2 separate regions of the Mus musculus genome follow, and region 2 is linked to region 1. Evidence: chromatin contacts called from public Hi-C data. All regions are on one chromosome and are shown on one strand. Each heading gives the region's core, a stretch centred on a gene start, on an enhancer-like site or on the middle of the called end of the contact. The rest is flanking DNA. Distances are from core to core; before and after follow the strand shown.

Region 1 (5,299 bases), core at 94-2,593:
TCTTAACGTCTGGGACCTTTAAACCAGGGCACGATGGCTTCCATTTCCAGGGAGATCCTGGATGCCGTATGGGCCGAGCATGGTCTCCACTGGGTACAGGTTAAACGTCTGTGGTATCCCAACAGCCCTTACAACAAAGACCTGTGGGGATACAGGCTCTGGAACTGTCACCCAGATCATTGTCCCCAGAAGGCTGTTATCAAAGCCAGTGCCTCCTCCCAGGTGCCAAGCGAGCAGGCTGCTCCCAGCCATTGGATCTTCTGACTTTTCACGCTGGCTCAGTCTTGGTTCCCACCTTCTGGAGGTTCTTAGACTCCCTGGAGTGTGTACTCCTGGGATTCCTGCTACCCTCAAAACTTCTTCCTGGTTCAAATCCTAAGAGCTGGCAAGATTGAAAACAAAAGTACATCTGAATGTGTACAGGAGGGATGGTGAGGTCTCATGGGGGACAGTTTGACCTTGAGCTTACTATGCATTTGACTTTGACTTCCTTAATTCTGCTGCATCCACTTCTCTAGTGCAGAGATTACAGACGTCTACCACCACAGATGGCTCAGCAGGGTTTAGGTTAGACAGTTGGAGGTCTTTAGACCAGACAGGCATACGTCTGAGTATCGTGTGCTGTCATCTCATGATTAGGGTGAGTAACTGGCTTGAATTTTTTTTTTCTTCAAGATTTGAATAACCCATGTCTGTCAATTTGCAGACATTTCTACCTTAAACATCAGTATTTGCTGATTTAATTCTTAAAGGTGCTGCACTATACAACAGACAGCCATCCCCCACTCTCAGGGCAGAGCACCATTGGTATGCTATAGAGTTCAAAAGATAACAGTGTCTACATATCTAATCGCTACAAACCCATCAAGAAAGGAGTATTGTTCTTAAAATGTTATTAATCTTTCTCTGGGGGGGATCTTCTGGAAGCTGGCAATGAGGAAATCACAGAGGAGGGCTTGCCATGTTAATTTATTAGCACCGCACACAAGGGAAGCCTGAAGTCCGCTTAGAGCTTGCCCTTAGAACAGTTGGAAACGGAAGGCTCTCAGCTCTTCTTGTGAACACATTTCCCCCCTTATAGGTGCCAGCGAACTCACAGGGTCTTCTCTCTGCCCACAGCTCATTCTTCTTCTTTCCTACGTCTAAGTCAGGCTCCCAAACTGTTTATTCACACTTAATCTCCACGTAGTTCAATGATGGTGTTGAACACAGAACCTGAGTCTCTTTCAAAGGTTGGCACATATTTGGTGAACAGAGCCGGCAGAGTCCACAACATGCCAGTCTACGGAAACAATACTGGTTTTGGCATCCACCTGGTTTCTGACTTTAGTTTACAAAATAAGCCAATCCCCATTTCTTGCACGCGTTCTTGGGCTCTTGATTTCCCCTGTGTGCTGGAATTGAGAACTTCCTCTGCAGTTTGGTCCTGAACCCCATTTGTTTTTCCTTCAACATTTGTTTTTTTGATTAAGTTATTATTATTTTTTCTTAACCTTCGAAAATTTCCTGCGGTTTTGGTCTAAAATGATTTTTTTTTGTCAACCTTGTATTTCTGATAACAACTTTTTAAAAAAAACTCATACCAATCATGTGAAGCCGGTGCGTAACCTGCGTGGCGTCTGGAAGTAGTTATTTTTAAATGACTTTATGCTGAAACGCAGTCATATTTTTGTAGGGAGGCTGTGATCTGTTTTTAATTTACAACAGTTTGAAGCCATATTGATTCCTTTTTTTTTTTCCTGCTGATAATCAACATTTCCCTTTTATGGCAAACACAGTCTGCTGATTAACCTCTTGGCTTCCCTTACCGTAGAGTGCCAATGGCTTTATTTACCCAAATGGAATGTCGGTAGATGAGTCAGTCTTTAATTCCAGGGGGGGAAAAAGAGAGCGTGGTGGAGAGCTATAAATTATCGAGGTTCCAGGCTAGAATTTAGTAGTCAATGGCTAGTGAAAATTCTGGCTTTGTCATGCTAGCTGGGTGGCCTTGGGTGTGTTACTTAAATTTTTCTTTTCTCCCCTCCATGCTTCCTTTCCCTTCCCCCCTTTCTCTCTCTGCACAGTTTCTCAGCTACCAAGTCTCCCTGGTACTGGCACTCCCCACCCCTACGGTGTTATTAGGAGAACTGAGCAAGATGGAGTAGCTTGGCACCCCGCCCACTGTTACCATCATGGCTTCTTGTTGCAGTAGTGGTCATAGCAACAACATGCCAAAAGTTCTCTCCAATCCAAGGGGCTCTACAGTCCTGTTGACAGCATCAATTCTGTTCTTTGATTATACTCTCCCCCCACTCCCCAATACGGTAGCAGGATTTAAGTAGGTTCTGGGGTGGCTTGGCTGTTAGAAAGCTGGGATCCTTGCCCTGCTAGAGTGTGTAACTTCCAATCCTGTAGGTGAGGCTCTTCCATTAAAGGATTCTGGAGGTATGCACTTGAAGCTGTTGTGTGCGCTGGAACAAGATAGGTGTATAGTGCTATGAAGTCATGTTTTGTGGAGAGAGGAGGCAACTCCAAGGATGGTTCAACCGAGAAGTAAGGGAAGACCCCTTAATCAGCTAAAGAGAGGACCTCAAAATCATCTAAGGTAGAGGCAATGGTGAATACAGATGTCCTGTAGGCTGGCTCCAAGGAAAAAAATGACACAGCCACAGATGGAGCCATGGTCCATGGGAAACCCACAGGGCTAAGAGACTTCCTGGGTCATACTGTATTGTCTCTCCAGAGAATTTTGCCTCCCTCATAGATACTCTACCCACCTTCAGCCCCATCTTAGACTGGTGACTCTGAAAACCCCGATGTTACCTCTGGTACTACCAGAAACCCACCCTGGGTCTCCTCTGGTACTCTGGATCATTGCAGACAGAAGTAGTGAATCGGATAGGAATTTGCAACCTGTGTCTGCAGTTGATTGTATTGTCTTAGCATTTAGCTGCTAGTCTTATATACCTGTGGAGATGATGCTAGAGGGCATCCCAGATCTTACTAGTCAGTGATGTCCTGTGAAAGGAGAACAGTGAGTATGCGTTCCTGAATGGATGTGCACGTATGTATACACAAATGCATCGGGATGATGTGGGTGCAGAGGCTCGATTCTTTCTTACCGTTTGCTGATGGGATGTCCTGGTATCTTCTTTATGATGATGATGACAACGTAACTTACAATGATTATACTTTAGGGAAGTAACAATTCTGTGTTGATGTTAATTGTAGTCTTTATTTTCAGATCTTATCATTCCGATAATCAAAAATTTCCTGCTATTTTTCTTTTTTAATGGTCTTGAAAAAAAATCACACTTTGGAGGGGAATTGTTATTTCATTGTTATGCACTGGGGCAATTTCCAGTGCAGTTTAAATAACTCTGTGACAGGCTCTCTTTCTTTTTCTGTTTTCCTCCACACAATTTCTCTTAGTACAAATTTCCAATTTGTACTAAGACAACATTATATTTTATCGTCCCCCTATTTTCTTGTCTAGTGATTCTAGTGAGTGATATTTGTATACTCTTACCAAACAAATATCTACTCTCCACAGCAACTCCCACATAAAGCTGTGTGTGTGTGTGTGTGTATTGTGTATGTGTATAAGCGTATATAGGTGTGATAACATGCTTCTCACAGAGGGCATGTGGAGCTCTGGGGATCTCTCATCAGGATGGAATTCCTAGATTAGATTAGGAAGGTTGGCCAGTGAGGCCCAGAGGTCTGTCTGTCTGTCTCTATTTTTGCAGTAGGGGAAATACAAGCATGTACTACTGTCCCTAGCTTTTAAACAGTGAGATCTGGGAATCAAACTCAGCTCCTCATTCCTGTAAGGCAAGCACCTAACAGACTGAGCTATTTCCCAGCCCCAAGTTGGTCCTTTTCTATAATATTTTAGATGAAACCATCGAGGTGTAGAGAGATGAAGTAACCTCAGAGTTGCCACCTGGGCAGTGTTTAGATTTAAGAGAGTGAGTGTATCCCTTACCTATTGTGCCCCCACCTATTTCTGCTCTCTAGCTACAAAGCAATGTAGTCTACAAACTATTGCAATTCAAAGCCAGGAAGGACCCAAACATGCTAAGAAGAAGTCCTGGTTTGGGAAACCATTTCTCTGTTGACTTCTACCAAACAGCAGTTGAATTTTTTTTTTAATGTGCTATGGTATCAAGTGCAATAGATTCTGGCAGATAAATCTTCATAATGAAGATTTCTCAGGTCTCTAAAACCAAAATGATCATTAATCATGTAAAGTCCGGGTAACCTGAATCTAATGTCTCAGCAGCAATAATTCCACTAACCACATGATGGTTCGTGGTCAGGGACAAACAAAAGTGGGGCAAGAAAGGACCGGGTGAATCTTGTTGGGTGATTATAATGACGCCAACTCCTCTGACATCTGTCAAGAGAGATCTGAGACTTCTCTTGTTTTTACGTGTATGAGTATTTCATCTACATGGCCATATGCATACCACATATGTGTCTGGTGTCTGCATCTGCCAGAAAAGGGTATGATATGCTCTGGCATTGGTGTTATAGCTGGTTGTGAGCTGCTGTGTGGGTGCTGGAAAATGAAGCCAGGTCCTCTGTGTGAAGGGCAAGTGGCCTTGACTGCCAAGTCATGTCCCCAGCCCCTTTCAGAGGATGTTTGAAGAGAGGAAAGAGTCAGTGATAGAGGTGACTTGATTACAATAGGTCCATGAGGCATTTCAGACGGCTTGAATACGTTACTCACAACAGAACTTTGGTTTCCTTAATGGAGGCTGGGAGTCAGAGACCTGGAGGTTCTGGAGAGGACCCTCTCTGGATTTCAAACTGTGGTTTCTTTCTGTATTGAGTAGAATAGGATATGGCAGCCCCCCACCTTAAATGGGCACAAATTCTTTCTGTGCCTTCTTAACCACCTCCCCAATGGTACTCCATCCTTAAACCACCACTTGGGACTTCCCATCCTGGCTAAAAATTCCATCTGCCAGCCCACACATGTTGGAATTTTTTTTTTTTTTTTGGTGTCTTCTGATTAAACTCAATGGAAATGGAATACATCCTTATTATATCAAAAGAGTATTTGATATAGAGTGCTTTTTGCACAGGGATCTGCTATACGTCATATAAATTCTGTCAGGGCAGAGCCACTTACTCAATAGATCAGCATTTGCTGTGCTTACTGTAGACCCAAAGCTAGGGATTCAACAGGGTAGGATGAAATGCCTGCCTGCCTGCCTGCCCGCCTGCCTGCCCACCTGCCCAACTGCCTGCCTGCCCACCTGCCTGCCCACCTGCCTGCCCACCTGCCTGCCTGCCCACTTGCCCACCTGCC
Region 2 (4,757 bases), core at 2,084-4,583, 250 kb before region 1:
GTAAGCCACCATGTGGTTGCTGGGATTTGAACTCTGGACCTTTGGAAGAGCAGTCGGGTACTCTTACCCACTGAGCCATCTCACCAGCCCCGCAGAAGATTATTTATTTAAAAAATAATTAGCCCAGAAGTAGAACAGCTTGGTGGGAGAGTGTGCAGCAAACCGAGAAAACAGAATCAAGTCTGTGAGAGCTGTACTTGCAGGCAGGAACTGAGTCAGGTGTAGGGGAACTGAGGACAGTGGGCACACACCACACACAGAGACAGCTGGGTCATCTGTCTTACCCTAGACGCAAGCAATGGACATGAGCCACTCTGAGGAGCCTACTCAGCACCAGGCAACGGGCTAAGCCAATTTGGAAACTTCTGACGCCCTTAGAGTAATTACCAATCAATTGGCCGGAGGAAGATTGCTGCCAATGGTGAAGTCATTCCCCACTTTTCCTTCTTTACCCAGATCCTACAGCTAAAGGAAATCAGTGAAATTCAAGCAGCATATTGGTCTTTTGAGCAAAACGTCTATGGTGGCAAATGAACACCAAACTTACATGACTTTACTTCTTTCAGAAACCCATGGCATTAATGAAAGCCAGCTCTCTGTCCCCAGTTGAACTCCCTGTTCCTTTGCTCTTTCAGGCCTGGGGCCAAGAATCAGGTTTTCAAGAATGTTGACTGAGCCTTCTTTGAAGTCCCTTAGGTTCTCGTCCAGCAGCAAAGTGAACAGAAGCTGTAAGGAGGTACAGTGTGATTCAGATTTTAGAAGGATGCTGTAGTAACTATAGCTGTCTAGCAATTCAACAGATTCCTTGGGAGAAAATAGCAATCATGATAATAATGGGATGAAATTTATATTTATTGGATAGATATGATGTTCCAGGTACTAGGCTAAGTTCTTTATATACACTGTCTTTGTTGGTTTGGTTTGTTTTCCATATAGAATTGCTCCTCTTTTCTAGATGAAGAGACTAAGGTTAGAAGATCTAAGGTTGTGTGTTTGGCGGGGGCCGGGGTGGGGGGGAGTCACACAATTATTTTACACTATCTGTGGGACTGGATGGTTTGTAAACAGAGACTGGATGTTTCAAAGAACAAACTTGACTGGGTTCTAGAAATGTTATTAAAAAACTATCAGTCACCACACAGACAAACATAGCAAGGCCAATATAATCTAGGTTATGGCAAGTAGATCTTTCCAGACAAATAGAAATAATATAGTAGACATTTTATACCATATTAAATACTTACAGGCTGGGACTGTGGGTCAGTTGGTAGAGTCCTCGTCTAGCATGCATGCTCTGGACACAGTTTCCAGCACTGTATGAACTGCATGTGTATTCCAGGACTTGGGTGAAAGCTAGTATGATCAAGGTCAAGGGCAATTTTAGTCACAGAGTAAGATCAAGATCAAGGCCAAGGCTGGGTTACCCAAGACTTTGTCTCAAAAAGAAGTAAGCAGACAGATAGTAAAATTAAATAGTTTTACATTTCCAAAAACTCATGGGAGTATATGGTGGCACTATCAAATAGTAGATTACAAAAGGCTTCCTGCATGAAATACTATTTTAACAGCATTGATAGATTATATAGGAAGGACCTGGAGATAGATGTCTTAGTATCACAAGATGCATAATAAATATTTTACTCATCAATGTACAAGTTTTCATAGTGATTTCCTTATAGGGATGATCCGAAAGTATCATAAATTACCTGCTAGCTAGAAACGAAGAGATTCACGATGTTAGCTTCCTGTTGTTTGGACTAAACCCTAAAGATGAGTAACTTAGAAGGAAGCAACACTTACTTTGCCTCATGGTTTTGATACATGGTCATACGGTCCCATCATTTATGGGCCTATGATAAGGCAGTACACCATGGTGGAAAGGCATGCAGGAGGAAACCACTCGCCTCATGGTGGCCAAGAAGGAGAAGAAGAAGGAGAAAGTCTGGGATGAAGTATACCATGGGAGAGCATGTCTCTCTGGTTGATTTCCTCCACCTCTAGGCCCTGTTTTATTCAGTTTCTACCACCTCCCAGTAGCTGCCCAAGCTATAAAAATCATCACTAGCTTATTCTGTTGAGTTCAGAGACTTCAGGATTCAATCACCACACAAAGTTGGCGCCTCCCCATATCTGTCTCTGCTGTAGTGCTGCAGTGGGGGAATCAAGCCTTCAACACAGCAGCTGTTGCAATCTATTTCAGATCTAAACCACAACATCTGATTAAAACAAGAAGCAAAGACCAGAGACATAAGGAATGGCAGTAGTGTACCAAACCAAGGTGAAGGAAGAGAGCAAAGGGGAGGGGTTTGATTAATTCCTGCTATTCACCCTCCGCAAATGAACCTTACTACAGTTCTAGGGTCTTGGATTCAGTGTAGTCAGCTAGATGGTTTTAACTAGAACATCACCTGTTTATCAAATACTATCCCCAATGCTGGGTACAGCCAGGAGCAAGGCAGACCTCACCCTTGCCCTCAGGGAAATGATATTTCCATGGAGAGATAGACATGATCTTGGGTAGTTTTAACAAGATATGTCTCCCATAGGCTCATATATTTGAGCAATTGGACCCTACTTGGTAATGCTGTCTGAGGAGGTTATAAACTCTGTAGGGTCAGGAGCCATGCTGAAGGAAGTCTTTCACTGGGGCAGGCTTTGAGGTTTGATAACCTCCCTGGTTTCCTATGTTTTCTTTCTGCTTCCTGCCTGCCTGCTTGCTTCATGGTCGGATCCCCATGCCTTGATAGACAGTGTCCTCTCTGGAACCATGAGCGAAAAGAACCCATTTCTCCCCTAAGCTGCTTTTTGTTGAGATAGTTTATCACAGCAACAGAAAAGTAACCAGTGCGCCATCATCATCCATCTGTCTGACCACCCAAGCCTGAGATGGTAATGACTACAAGTCATAGGAAGGATGATGGTACTGATGTGAGACAGGACCAAGCTCAGATGAGAAGATGATTTCAAGTTGATACCTAGAAGGACAGATAGCTTAGTCCTGGTATAACTATTAAATTCTAGTGCTGTGGTAAGTGGAGAAATATATGGCCACTTTAGGCTATTCAAACATGTAAGTGCCACCTTCCAGGACATTCTAAGATTAGATTAAGATTATTCTACACAGTACCCCTCACATTGCCCACCTTCCTCTTGCCAGCATCAGCTCTTCTCGCTGTTGAGTTCACCAACTGCCTGGTTCGTTGGCCTTAGGTTGCCTGGGTTATTCCTAAATTAAATTCCGAAAATGTGCTTCATTTTCTCCAGAGCGATGACTCGGGGGAGGCCAGCAGTGAGGCTGTGGTAGCGGAATGACACAGGAATGCAGGCTGAGGGCTGAGCCTCTGGCTGGAGATCACTCAGCCTGCCCACAAATCTAAAAATGCACAGTTTGACTGTAACACTGGAAAATATCCTCTAATGGCTGGGCTTCTGCCCACCGAGAAAGAAAGTTGAAAATCACGAATGGCAGAGATATTTTGACTTGAGGAGTCTTAGCCCTCTAATACTGCTCATTCTGTCCTAATGGATTATTTTGGGGGTGGGGTGGGGTAGGGGAGAAGTTTCACAGTGAAGATACCCTAAATTGTGTACAGGTAATTGAAGAAAGGGGAGGAAGAAGGGAACGGGGCAGGGAACTGTAGGTTGAAGATACATTAGGAACAATCCAGAAATGCCATTGCCCTTACAGGGGGGGAAAACATGGTGGACTGTAGTGGATGTTTTTCTGTTAATGCTACTTGTTTGTTGTTGTTGTTGTTTTGTTTTGTTTTGTTTTATTACATCTTGCTTATGGATTGTTGGATGCCTTTCTATGCTGAACCTGAGCCAAGGGACTTGAAATTGGGCTTGACCATTTTCCTATATGTGGATGTGTGTGTGATGCATGCATATGTGTGAATATGCACATGGAGGCCAGAGATAGATAACCTCTATCTTCCTCAATTGCTCTGCAACTTAACTCTCGAGGCATGGTCTTTCACTGAACTTGGAGCTTGCTGATTAAGTTAGACTGGCTGGACAGTAAGTCCCAGGGATCCTCCTGTCTCTGTCTCCCTATATCTTGGGTTGTAATAGCATGGAACCAACTATAGGATCTGGGTAAGAACTCAGGTCCTCATGTTTTTATAACAGATTATATCCACTGAGTCATAACTCCAAGCTGCTTCCATCGCCATGGTTCAGATACATCCGCTGTTTCCATTTTTCTTATTTAAAAACTCACATTTATGCCCATGTAGCTAATTACACCCACAAGAGAGTTTTAAGTATATTACAAACCCAGTGGAATGCCAGCCAGTGGGGAGAAAGAATAAGGCTCATTATTGAAAGCTTTATTTCTTCCTGTGAAGTTATGAATTAAATCACTTAGAGCTTCAGCATATCTACTTACTTCAAGTTCTTTTTGCTCCAGTGATGTGTCATTTTGCTCAAGTGATGTGTCATTACTCCAAAGCAGCAAAAGCCATCTAATGCTAAGAGTGACAAGGAATGGTTGTAGTGGTGAGTTCAACAAATGACTAGGGACCCTTTCCCTAGACCGTGAGCTTCTTGATGGGAGCGATTGAGAGGGGCTTAAATCATTACCTAGTTAAGATCCAGATGCTGCTATATGGGAAACCAATGTTATCATTGATTCTATCACCCCTCCCAAGGCTGTATATAAGGGACCCATGGCCATAATGTCATTAGAGAAATGTAAAGTGATAAAGAATTATTTCAGGTTGCAAAGTGGAAATCTTCCTCAGGCGTGGTATTAC

The links. Hi-C and Micro-C count contacts between places; a contact is called where the count stands out from the background.
Region 2: a contact with region 1 is called in a Hi-C map of embryonic fibroblasts, with 2.0 times the contacts expected there. The contact joins two enhancer-like sites. A contact is called at or near these places in 3 of 484 Hi-C or Micro-C datasets (adipose-derived mesenchymal stem cells, embryonic fibroblasts and tail fibroblasts).

Annotation. Positions count from the first base shown.
Region 1 is chr8:113,800,880-113,806,178 of GRCm38.p6, reverse strand. The region is part of intron 3 of Adamts18 (a disintegrin-like and metallopeptidase (reprolysin type) with thrombospondin type 1 motif, 18); the gene reads left to right. Among named protein-coding and RNA genes, the nearest start is that of Adamts18, 45 kb to the left of the region's middle. Within about 2 kb of position 1,343, at least 12 of the 459 cell types and tissues checked have an H3K27ac peak or open chromatin away from gene starts, as enhancers often do. A contact at or near this core is called in adipose-derived mesenchymal stem cells and embryonic fibroblasts, where this site is marked.
Region 2 is chr8:114,051,162-114,055,918 of GRCm38.p6, reverse strand. The region is part of intron 1 of Gm30107 (a long non-coding RNA gene); the gene reads left to right. Among named protein-coding and RNA genes, the nearest start is that of Gm30107, 28 kb to the left of the region's middle. Within about 2 kb of position 3,333, at least 16 of the 459 cell types and tissues checked have an H3K27ac peak or open chromatin away from gene starts, as enhancers often do. A contact at or near this core is called in adipose-derived mesenchymal stem cells and embryonic fibroblasts, where this site is marked.